Regions from separate parts of the Gossypium hirsutum genome. Here all the other regions are linked to region 2. The links are chromatin contacts, called in public Hi-C maps. All regions are on one chromosome and are shown on one strand. The core of a region is the stretch at or near the end of the contact, and the rest is flanking DNA. Distances in the headings are between cores, read along the strand shown. Region 1 holds the start of LOC107914639 (RAN GTPase-activating protein 1). Region 2 holds the start of LOC107914677 (N-terminal acetyltransferase B complex catalytic subunit NAA20). Region 3 holds the start of LOC107914624 (probable transmembrane GTPase FZO-like, chloroplastic).

What was found. A called contact is a pair of places that touch in the nucleus more often than the background predicts.
Region 1: a Hi-C map of leaf shows a contact between it and region 2, with 2.5 times the contacts expected there. The contact joins the promoter of LOC107914639 here to the promoter of LOC107914677 in region 2. A contact is called at or near these places in 11 of 34 Hi-C or Micro-C datasets (hypocotyl, leaf, petal and 1 more).
Region 3: a Hi-C map of leaf shows a contact between it and region 2, with 1.9 times the contacts expected there. The contact joins the promoter of LOC107914624 here to the promoter of LOC107914677 in region 2. A contact is called at or near these places in 3 of 34 Hi-C or Micro-C datasets (all in leaf).

What each region holds. Positions count from the first base shown.
Region 1 is chrD08:10,153,371-10,157,440 of Gossypium_hirsutum_v2.1, reverse strand. It overlaps LOC107914639 (RAN GTPase-activating protein 1), which reads right to left and starts at 2,217. Exons shown (of 3, transcript XM_016843608.2): 1 at 1,944-2,217; 2 at 1,656-1,734; 3 at 1-475. The coding sequence starts at 464.
Region 2 is chrD08:9,999,206-10,003,431 of Gossypium_hirsutum_v2.1, reverse strand. LOC107914677 (N-terminal acetyltransferase B complex catalytic subunit NAA20) reads right to left here and starts at 2,422. Exons shown (of 6, transcript XM_016843675.2): 1 at 2,036-2,422; 2 at 1,833-1,923; 3 at 1,453-1,585; 4 at 748-817. The coding sequence starts at 2,113. It overlaps LOC107914671 (pre-mRNA-splicing factor 18), which reads left to right and starts at 2,426. Exons shown (of 3, transcript XR_005917495.1): 1 at 2,426-3,271.
Region 3 is chrD08:10,205,559-10,209,398 of Gossypium_hirsutum_v2.1, reverse strand. It overlaps LOC107914624 (probable transmembrane GTPase FZO-like, chloroplastic), which reads right to left and starts at 1,267. Exons shown (of 12, transcript XM_016843582.2): 1 at 443-1,267; 2 at 1-188. The coding sequence starts at 947.

The sequences.
Region 1 (4,070 bases), core at 968-3,467, 150 kb before region 2:
CATATCTTAGTATATGAATTTCCTGGCTCTCTAAGTGGCTTCAGAATCTCCTCAGCCTCCTCTGCATCTATAAATGCCCTGCGACCTCCAGATATATCAAAGACAGTTTCATGAATACTGGTTTTATCAGCTATCTCTTCATCCTTTACAGTAGGGCCTCTTTTAATAGCTTCCAGCATCAGTCTACTCGATTCTTTGGCATATACTTGCACTGCAGAACTACCATCACCATCAGGCTCCTTCTTGTAATGTTGATCTGCAGCAGCAAAAGCTAACTCTTCTATTTTCTTAGCATCCTCCTCAGCCTCTTCATTACTTAATAGGCCATACTTTCTAGAGAAAATGGATGGGGTTGTAAGATTCTTCGTCATCCGCTCTACAAGCATCAGCCTTGTACCATGACTAGGTGGCCACAATTTCACTGACAGCGAGCGTTGTTGAAATGCTTGCGTTCCAGATTCCATATCTAATTGACCTAGGACCACCAGATATTGCAAATACATAATAAAGATGAGATGACAAAATATAGGACCCATAAATGTAACAAAAACCAAAGCAATCAACAAAGCTGAAGTTCTTGTTAAATTAAGTAATTATACAACATAGTAAGAACATGAGTGGAACACCTAAAAATGGCATAGAACAAATAAAAATTGAAGAAACCAAAATCTCAGCAATTTTGTAACACTAAAAAGGAAACTTAATTTCCAAATCCACCCCGTATGAACAGCATATAGGTTCTGGCTATGAAATTCTTATCATGATAGATCCATTAGCCAATTCCTTCACAAGCAGTTTATGCAACTTTAGTAAGAAATAACCAAAAGCAGTCTTATTTTATTCTAACTGAACCAGAATGACTTCAATTACATGTTATTCTTACAGCAGAACCAATTACCAAAATGACATTAGCAATACTGACGGTGATAGCATGCGGCCATCAAAGGATCAGAAAAATGTAAGCATTATCAATGATAGCTGAGTAGCAAATCCTAGATTCTACAAACCAGAGTTTTGATGGAATGAGCAAAAGTGAAACAGTAAAGGCAATGATAATTATGGAGGATTGTAGATAAAGTTACATTCCTTGGGGGAGGGGGCATACAAAATTGAAACTAACCGATAAGAGTAGATCTAGATTCATTGTATCTTTGGTCCATGAACATCATATGTAGCAACATCTTACAAACAAGTTAAAACTTCCGCATTTGCAAACAGATCACCCAATCAAGAATAGAGAGTTTAGGTTCTTGTGCACATATGCCCTTCTCCCCTAATTCTAAAGTTATTGAGCAAAATATATTGCACACGTAATCAAAAGCCATCTCTCTTCTCCGAAAAGAAGAGTCATCTCAAGCCTATTTCACATTGATTTAGTATTAATCCTTCATTACCAATCATTATGTTGTCAAGAAATCATATAGAGATGACATAAAACATCATGTGAAAAAAGATAAACTTGCAGTTAATTTATCCAATCAAACGTTGGGCTTTAAGAGTCCACGTCAACTTAACAAACAAACAATGAGAAACCTTGTTAATCTTGCACCACCCGAAAATCAAAACCCTAAAAGTGTGAACTCACAAAATTACTGAATGCATAATATGTAAGTGAAAATAAATAAATACATTTAAATAAGAGTTCAATTTCTTACGCCTAATACTAACTGGTTAGCAAAAAGGACAAAAAATCGATAACTTTGTTAACCTTGCACCACCCGATTCAACGAGAACCTGAAAAAAAAACCCAATAGTTTATCCACTTAAATTTCTTGCTCGCGACTATATAAAACCAACTAAACAAGTAGTATAAACAAGAAGCAGGTAAGAAATGAAAGAAACCCTAGAGTGTTTGTTTTTCTCGAGAAAGAAAGAAGGAAGGAAAAACGAAACCCTAGACTAGGAAGAGAAAAAAAGAAGGATGGGTTAATTAAATTAAACACCTTTATCTCCGCTTTCTTTCAGAGTATCATGGTTTTGAGGATTGGGATTTTAGAAAAGAAGGAAAGAGGGAGAAGCCTTTTTAAATGGTGAAGAGTGGTGCAAGCGAGAGTAATGATGGAAATGGGGGGGATAAAGAAAAACCCAAAAATGAATGCGTGCCCTTCGAGCGAATTGGAGGGAAATTAAATGACGGCTTTTTTACTTCAAAAAGAGATGCGTAGGTTTTCCGCTTCCATTTTAATGTCAATTTACTAGTTAGCCCCTACTTTCTTCTGTTTTTAACAGTTCAGTTCCATTATTATATTTGGGCTTCAATCTAATTCAAAACCATTGGGTCTATGTTTACCAAGAAATTGGGTTAGCCATGAATTTAAAATTGACTTCTAGGCCCTCTTTTGCAAATAAAAAAATTTACTTTTAATTAATTTATAAATTTAGAAAGAAATTTTTATTTTCTAATTAAATGAATGGATCTAAATGGTAAATCGATTTGTGAGTAAATATACGTGTCAAACTTTTTATATGCATCATTGAAATCAACAACAAAAAAATGTTTTGTTGAATTAGCTATGTATCTTTTTTATACAATATCAAGTAGTGAATCAAGGTTATCGTTTGAACTCGTATTAAATAAGTGATTAATAAGATTCATACAAATCAAAATAATTATAATTTAAATTAGGATGGTATTTAAATAAAATAAAATAATAATTCCAATAAAATATTAATTTCTCTATATTTTTCTATTTATTAGAGTTCACATTATAACATAAATAAATGTTAAAAAAAAGGCACAACAAACAAAATTTTGGCATTACCTAATTTTTGGACCCAAGATAGAGTAGTAGAGTAATGATCATCAATTACTGATGGCACCTAAGCTTTATAAAGTTTATTTAAATACAAGGAAAACAGTACCCAAATGAATTAACTGGAGAATTAATAAATTTTGATATTTTTATGTTTAAAATTTTTATAATATTATCAATTGAGTTAAAGCTCGATTGATATGGGCAATAAAATCAATACAGGATGACATGAGTTTGAGTAAACTAAAGCGCATTATCCTCTTATTTATGATTTAAGGAAGGGTTATAGATAATTCTAGACATTTTATAAAAAAAAATAGGATTCAAACCTATAATAAAATTATTCAAAAAAATTCATAATATTCATATATCTATACCATCTTAGCATTATTTTTATATTATATTTTAAGTTTTTATGAAAAATATTATAAATTATTTTTATCAAATATTAACTATTTTTTATATTGTATTAGATGGATAATTTTTTTTAAATACAGTTTCTGTTACTATCTTGTCATTAGCAGCACCTAACTAACATTGACCTGACAAGACAGAGTAACCACCCAACATAGTTGTTTACTTGCTTTTAGCCTTTAGGCTGCCAAGATCTATTTTAACCTTGTTGTGTAAAAATTATAAGAGTATTAATTTAAAATATTCAAACTCATGGACTTGATAAAAAGGATTTATTTTTTATGAAAAATATTTATATTTTCTATTTTTTTATACTTAATATATTTCAATTATAAATAATAAAATTTTAATTAGTTATAAAAATATTTTAATTATTATAAACTGTATTACATTCTAATATTAGACTTAATACATTTTGCAATTAATATATAAGTTTTTTTCGAGTTACACTTATAATTACAATTACAATTATAGAGAATTCATCTAAATAATCATAATTAAAATTAATCATTATAAAATACGATCAATCTTATACCTAGAATAAATCTACATAAAGTCCGCATTAATGGAACATAAATTAGAATAAATAGTTTATATAGAGTTAAAGTTCGTTTGGCCTTAACCTTACCATTAAGTTGAGGTTTCATTTAAGGTAAATTTAAAAAGAAAATATTATCAATCATAATTATATTTTTTTATTTTGTAATATTTTTTATGTAAATGGATATTATATATTTAAATATTTTATTGTTCTGATTTTTTTTATTTATTGAAATTTATATATATTTCAATTCCATTAAACATGAGCATCATAAGTCAAGTTCTAAACAGATAAATGTGCCACATGCCACATTCTATTGATGTCATATATTAATTAGTTTTCTAACGTGGTTACAAAAAATT
Region 2 (4,226 bases), core at 1,173-3,672:
GAAGTATTTGTTTAACCAACTCACATCACATAAAATTTTAGAGGGGCCTTAAATTTGTTTAACCTTAGTGTGATTTCTCCTTTCCTCTTTTTCCAATTTCTTCTTCTTCTATCTCTCATAACATGAAGAAGAAAGCATTAATACTGGTACAAGTATGACCATCCGTACTTCTCAGTTTAAACTCTGAATCCTAATTTTCTTAAAAAGCATAGAACTGAAGGTATTTTACAGATCTCATTAGCATCTCTTTTATCCGAAAATCATTGGTGCTCCATCCAATTCACTTGATCATGACTCAAGGTGATTAATTCATCCTCTGCAACATCATAAACCAATCTCATCCCCATGGAACATGCACCAGAAACAAATACGCATACAGAGATCAAAGATTAGAAAACAAAATTCTGGATTTACCTTGCTGTTACCCACTAGTGAAGAATAATGTGCAATTAGGCATGATAGCCACATTTTACAAACTTCACCAAATCAAACATTTTCTTGCCATTTTCCCTGATTCTAACAGGCAATGCTTAATTCTCATGCAAACATAGAAGACATGGAGTGCCTTATGCATGTACATGCAAACACACTTCCAATGACATGGGAAAACAGTGATTGCAGAACATAGGAGAAAAAATCTGAACAACAGCACCGACATACATCTCAAACTGCATGCCAGGCAGTACAATCTTAAGGGGAAAAGTATGATGTAATAACGTCCAAAATGGAAAGTTCTAGAATTATTACCTTCTCATACATCTTTATAGCTGGTGTATTAGAAGCTCTCACAAACAGATCCACAAAATATGCCTTGTCTCTGCCAAAATAAATTATTCTATTAAAAAAATACTAGAGTATATTAAACAAAAAAGAAAATCATGCATACTATATAATTTTGCATTAGATCAAGATGCATTATAAAATTGGCTGACATGAAAGTACAAAGCAAGATAAAACTAATCAAGCATGACCAAATTTAAAACAACTTGAAGCTCGAAGTGCACTGTAAATTATTTTTTTAAATAATACCAGAAACAAAACAAAATCATTTTCGACTCAGCAATTACAAGTTAGTTTCAAAGGACAATCTCCTACACAGAACTACAAGATGACCTAGCTTGTTAGCCAGTTACTTAACCTTCACCATTTGAACCAAAAATGTTTGTGTTCAGAAACTTGTATTAGTTTCATCATAAATATCTAATAACGAACCTTATAACTATCTTAGCAGTTCATATTACAGAATGAATAAAACATGGAGCAAATTTCTGAAAGGATGAAATATATATATTAAAGAATTTAGTAGTCTGATAATTTCTAATCTTGCAATCAGTCCTAAAATTTTATTAGAAAACTTAATACTTCTGTAATTTCTAGTCTTGTAACCAGCCCTTGCTGCAGACTAGCTGCAGACAGAATTTACTCAAATCAATGAACAATAAATGTACTTACATCTTATCACTGATATCTTCCAAAAGGTTCATCAGTTTCTTAGCCAGCTGCTGCCTACGATATTCTGGCGCTACAGTGACTGCCGTTACATGGCCATGCCAAGACTCACCTTGCCCCTCAACTTTCCCCATAACTGCAACCAATTTCAAAGGAATTAAAGCTAGATGCACCAATCCCAAAACATCATTGCCAGTTAAAAGCATATCCCTATTCAAATCAAACCTTGAACGTGACCGATAAAATGTAATTCCAATTACTTATAGTAATAAACTAAATACAGAAGACAATGAACATCAGAAATAGAACCCAAATCTTTCTTTTCACAGTATCAGTGTTAAAATTCCAGTTACATAAATAAGAACGAAGAACAGAAAGCTTACTGTAACCCATTATTCGATTGCCGGGGCCTTCAGCTACATGAAAGTAATCGGGCCATCGAGCTAAATATGTCATGTAAAATGACATGTTAAACTGTAATAATAACACAATTATCATTGATGGAAACAATTTACAACTCGTCCAAGCATTTGCCAAGTTCAAAAAAAAGAAAGATAAACTAAAAGGCAAGAGTTTTAAAGCTTACGGTTTCCGTTAAGTGGTCGAGATTGACAGATGCGAAACGAAGAAGATCATTGCAGCAAAATCGGCGTATAGTCGTCATCTCAATCTTCTTCGGCTACCGGTAATGGAAGCTTAATGAAACGCAGGGCTATCAGAACGGTGGTTCAAACTTCAAAGGTCAATGATGCCATCGGCCGAAGAGATAAAGCAGGTCCTTTGGATTATATTTGGGTTGGGCCATTTAAATTCACATTTTTTGGTTTGGACTTGAAAATTCCTTTTAGGCCTACTCGAATCCATTTGAATATTGAAACGGTTAGTCAAGAACCTGAGAAAATGGCCGACCGTCGATCCGTCATTATCTTCAACGAAACTCAGATCAAGCCTCGGAGATGACCATAATCGATCCTAAATGGATCTTCTCAAAGAAGAGCTTCTCAAGAAACGGCAAAGTTTAGCTCAGAATACCGGCGAAAAGCGCGTATTCAAACGCTCCGAGATAGAACAAAAGCAAATCCAAAAGCTTCGCGAGCAAGAAAAACGCGAACTCGAAGCGAAATCTCACCGCCAATCCACTGCATCCCCCTCCAATGTCAGCGATACTTCCGCCAAACCTAACCCCTCCGCTTCCAGCACGGCATCCACAATTGCAACTTCCACCGCCGGTTCCTCCAAATCCCTCACCGATGAACAAAACATTGACAACCTCGACCTTCCAAGGCAAGAAGTCATCCGCCGCCTTCGCTTCCTCAAACAACCTATTACGCTCTTCGGCGAAGATGACGCAGCTCGTCTCGAAAGGTTAAAATACGTCTTAAAAGCAGGTCTTTTCGAGGTCGACAGCGATATGACTGACGGTCAAACCAATGACTTCTTGAGAGACATTGCCGAGCTGCGGAAGCGGCAGAAGACGGGGATTTTGAGCGATAGGAAGAGAAAGGATAGGGAAGAAGGGGAAGGAGGAGGACAGGATAGGGAAGAAGAAGGGGGAGGAGGAGGAGGAGAGTTGAGTGGTGATGGTGGGTCCAGCGGAGTCGATATGGATAAGGATTTGAAAAGAATGAAGGCGAATTTCGATGAGCTGTGTGATGAAGATAAGATTCTGGTGTTTTTCAAGAGGTTGTTGAATGAGTGGAAACAGGAGCTGGATGATATGGGTGAGGCTGAAAAGAGAACGGCAAAAGGGAAGTCCATGGTAGCCACGTTTAAGCAGTGCGCTCGTTACTTGAATCCATTGTTCAAGTTCTGTAGGAAGAAGGTAAACATATTTTCGCTGATTTGAATTATTGCAGCTTCCTTCTTTTTCTTTATATGTTAGCAAGTTAAATGGAGTATAGGTTTTCTAACTAAAGGAATTGAAATTTTACTTGACATACTAATGAAATCGGTAAGAATTAAATTGTTAGACTAGCTGTTTGTTAGATCAAAACTAGAGGTACAGGACTTTTATTTGCTAGTTCAGAAGACTGCAATGTTGAGAGATGTTCTGTGACTTCTGTTCCCTTAATCTGGGGGTCTAGAGATGGGCGAAGCTAAAGAAATTAATGAGTTGAATTATTACTCTACTGCTATTCACATATATTCATGGTATCTTCGAGTTGGAATTCTAGTGATCAAAGTGTTATTGGTGTCTGAATGTCTGTCGCTTTCTCATCTCTTGTTTTGAGATTTATTCCCTTTGAACGCTCAAACAGTTGCTTGGTTAGGGGACAGAAACCATGATGATCCGTAATTTTTAATATTTTCTTAGCAAGTGTTCCCCACTAAGTGGCCACATCTACTGGTGTGATATCAAATGATCAAAGGCTTCCTGTTTCCCCAAGCTAATGGGAGCATAGGTTCTCTTACAGGTATGTGTAGGCTAGTGGAGGCTAAATTAGGAAGAATATTAATATTGTGTGCCTGCATGAGACTAAATGGATGGGCAAGAAAGTTAAACCCATTGGTAAATAGGGTCGCAAATTATGGTATAAAATTCAAGTTGAGATGGGAATAGGAATTGGATAGGTATAATTTAAGACTGCCCTTTATCTTTTGGTCAGAAACATTCATTATAAGCACTAAACTGAATAACTAACTCAACCAACTTAACTAACTAGCTAACCAGAACTCACATATATACAAGGTGAGACTCAAACCTAGGATCACTAAGTTCTCTAGGCCTCTACCTTAGTCAGCCAAGGCTTCATTGGCTTAGACTGCCAGTTGGTTGA
Region 3 (3,840 bases), core at 18-2,517, 210 kb before region 2:
GACAGCCTTCATTGCCGTATTGGCGTGCTCTTCTTGACCCAGATCATATATAAGAAAATCAGCACCTTCAGAACTTGAAGCATTTAAAGCAGAATCTGAAGATTGCACGGTCCTAGCTACCAAAGGGAGAAAGACAGAATCTGATTTTGAATCCATCATTGTGTTTCTTGCGATTATGGCAGGAAGGCCTGTAAAGGAAGCATTTCTCGTAAACAAATACAACGATGTTGGATATAGGTACAAATGCATTTGATATGACTGAAGACTTTAACAGCTTTACTTTAACATTGGGTCGATTTCATTTTGAAAAACAAGCATGACAATTTCATTACTTTAAACTCTGATAAGCTTTTGAAAAGAAATAAATCCACTTTTACGTGAATAGTCCAATAACCTTGAATAAGCAAACTTTAGAAGAAAAAAGAAAAAGGCAAAAGCCCACCTTGATCAGAGAGGACCACGCCACTAGCACCGACAGCGGCGGCAATGTCAACGCGCTCCGCGATCAAAAGATAAGCGCGATCTTTAACAACCGCTTTTAACGAACGGGCAGCTTCATAAACCCTGCCGCCACTTCCTTCACCACCATTGAGCACTACAAGGCCAACCCATTTGGAGACGGCCTTGTCAATGAAATCGAGCGCATTGTCGTCAGCCAAGACGTCGTTGGGGTCCAACTGGAGAACAAAATTAGGGACCTTGATCTCGGGACGTTTGTAGCCACCAGGGAATAGAGTTCTGGGAGGCTGCTGGTTTTGAGGGCCTTGGGGTCCAAGCTGTTGGGAAGTAGAGCTGAAAGAATTGGTGGAAAGGGAGGGTTTCGTCGGAGGAAGAAAGCGGCGAAAAGGGGATTTAGTAAAGCGAGAGGAGAAAGGAGGAGATGGGCTGAAGTGGAAAAGAGCGGAGGAGGGAGAGGCGGGGAACCGGAGGGAAAGGAGAGGGATCATCGAAAAGGAGAAAAAGGGAACTTCTTTTTTGTGGGATACTTACTTGTGGTAAGTGAAGCAAGTAATTTGGCTATGGAGGCAGAGATTAGAAAAGAAGAAAGGGTGGCGGTTGAGCGAAACAGTGAGTGTTAAGAGAGATGTTATCGTCTTATCCTTATGGAGATATGAGTGATACCGATGAACCCACCACCAATTTGCTAAAAATAAAAATCTGACGGTCACTATGCTAAGAAGCCGTAATGGGCAGCTTTTAGTTCATTGGATTGGAGAGCTTTTGAAAGACAAAAATAGGTGGGAGACCCACTTGACTGAATTCAATTGCATCCCACCGCCATGGCAATTCGCAAAACCAAAACTTGCTTTTCCGAACAAACATTTTGTTAACAAAAGTTCAATTGTTTAATAATTTTGTAGTGTTTGTTGTTCTTACTTTCTCTATTAAATTTGTTTTCTTTTCTTGCATGTGACTTTAACCATTTGGCCATAAAAAAAGTTACATGATGGACATGTAGTTAATTAACAAACTAGGATTTTTCTTTTAAATTTAAATTATTCTTTTTATGTTTTACTACTCCACGTAATCAAGTTACTAATAAAGAATCCAAAAAAACTCATATAAAGGAATTAGATCGGTCTCAACCCGTTCGAAAATAGGAAGAGTTTAGGCAAAGATATAAGCTCAAAAAATAGGTTTAGACAAGAAAGTAATGTATGTTTAAAAACGAGCCAGGCCTCAAGTAATGCTTTTTTGGCCCTAGCCTGAATATGGAAAAAATGATTTTTTTTATTGTTTGCTTGTTGTTTTTTCTTGTTTTCTTGTTTTTTCTCACTATTTTACTATCATTTCACAATTATGTTGCTACTATTTAGATATTGTATAACTCTTGTTTTATTGTTAATTTTGTTACTATTTTAGAGGCATTTGCTTCTTAAGTTGCACCTATCTTAGTATTATTTAAGTATACATATTTTTTAAAATTTATTGGGAAATATTTATTTTAATATTTTTAGTATTTTTTATATATTATATTTTTTAAAAATATATATATATAAAATTAATATAGATAGACCAGACCTAGATTTTAACATTTTTTATCTAAGCCAAACATACTACATCCTGGAATAGATGCTTCCACCTGTTTGGGATTCAAGAAAACGAAATTAAACATCATACTGCGTAATATATATATATCTAACAAAGACTATTAACACCCTTACGCTCTCCCTCACCACATTCACCCCATTTTACACCTACTACCAGTCTCGACCTCCATGTGTCCATTTTCATCATCTCCCTCATAACTTCCTCCTCTTCATTGTCAATCTTACCACCCATTCACCATGTCAAACAAGTATCCAGTACAGCCGTATGGGTGTAGATATACTCCTACACATCTCTTCGACCTCTTTCATCTCCACTGTCTTTCAGGCACAACCCTCCTCACACCCACCCTCGTGCCCTTATCATCTCCACCCCATTTTATGTCTCCACCATCCTGTCTCTACTTTCACCATCTCCCTCATCACCTCATTCTCATTATTATAAGTTTTAACACCCTTTCACTGTGTCAAAGGTTAACAGTTCTTTTAAATAATTAATCTACATGTTTTTAACTTGAGAGAAAAAAAAAACCTTACCGAGAACTTAGACAGGAACAGACTATTGAAAAGTCAGTTGATAATTAGTTTGAGTAGTTAGCTTCATTGTTAATATAGTTAGTCTATTAGCAAATAATCTATAAAAGGTCAATAAGTTTGTAATTATGGTTTAAGACACTTATTATAATTATTGATATTACAGAGTATTTTTTTCATTCATGATCAGTTTTTCAACATGGTATCAGAGCTCCAGTGATTGCTAACTTTTCGGTCACCAAAGTCCGGTTACAAAATCTGCTTGGTTTGCTGATTCGCTGTTACTTCATTTCGAGTTATGAAGGTTGAAAACTAAGTCTTTTTTTTTTTGTTTTTCTGTTGGCCCATTACATTTTTTGGTGGGTGTGGTCCAATTTGTGTGGTCCAATTGGTAATTTAGGGCTTTTTTTTGTTTGTGGCAGTTTTCTCTTATTTGCATCATTCTTGATTGATAGACTTCTCTGCTTCAATACTGGTTGGTTTGTAATCATAGTGAATCTTTTTGATTTGGTTATTGATTTTAATCACCCTCTTTACTTGCATCCATCGGATACTCTAGGTGCATTGTTGGTATCTCATCAGTTGCTTAGAGTTGATAATTATAATGTCTAAAGTCGGTCAATGAAGATTGCACTATTAGCCAAAAACAAATTAGGTTTTGTGGATGGTACTTGTTTTAAAGAGTCGTTACCAGATGAGTTGGGATATCAATGGGAGCGGTGTAATGCTATTGTATTATCTTGGATTCTAAATACAGTTAGCAGTGAGTTCTCAGCCAGAATCATTTTTGCCTCTAGCGCAACAGCTGTATGGAAAGATCTTAGGGAATATTTTCATAAGGTTGATGGCTTTAGGGTTTATTTTTTACATCTTGAAATTATTTCGCATCTTCAAGGTACTAATTCTATATTTGTGTACTTCACTAAGCTGAGACTGTTTTAGGATGAATACGATACTCTTATACCTTTTTCTTTATGTGGTTGTGATCAGTCAAGGCAGAATGTTGAACATGTGTTGCAACAGTGCCTATTTCAATTTTTGATGGGGTTGAGTGAGTCGTATAATGCGGTGCGCAGTCAAATATTGTGATGAACCCATTACCAACTGTAAATCAAGCTTACTCCATGCTTATACAAAAGGAATCTCAGAAGCAGCATAGTTCGAGTGTTGCAGGTTCAGATCTAGTTTCTTTACACTCAACGCATGTTGTTCAAAAGAAGCGGTTTAATGGAACATGTGATCATTTCAAGATTAAAGG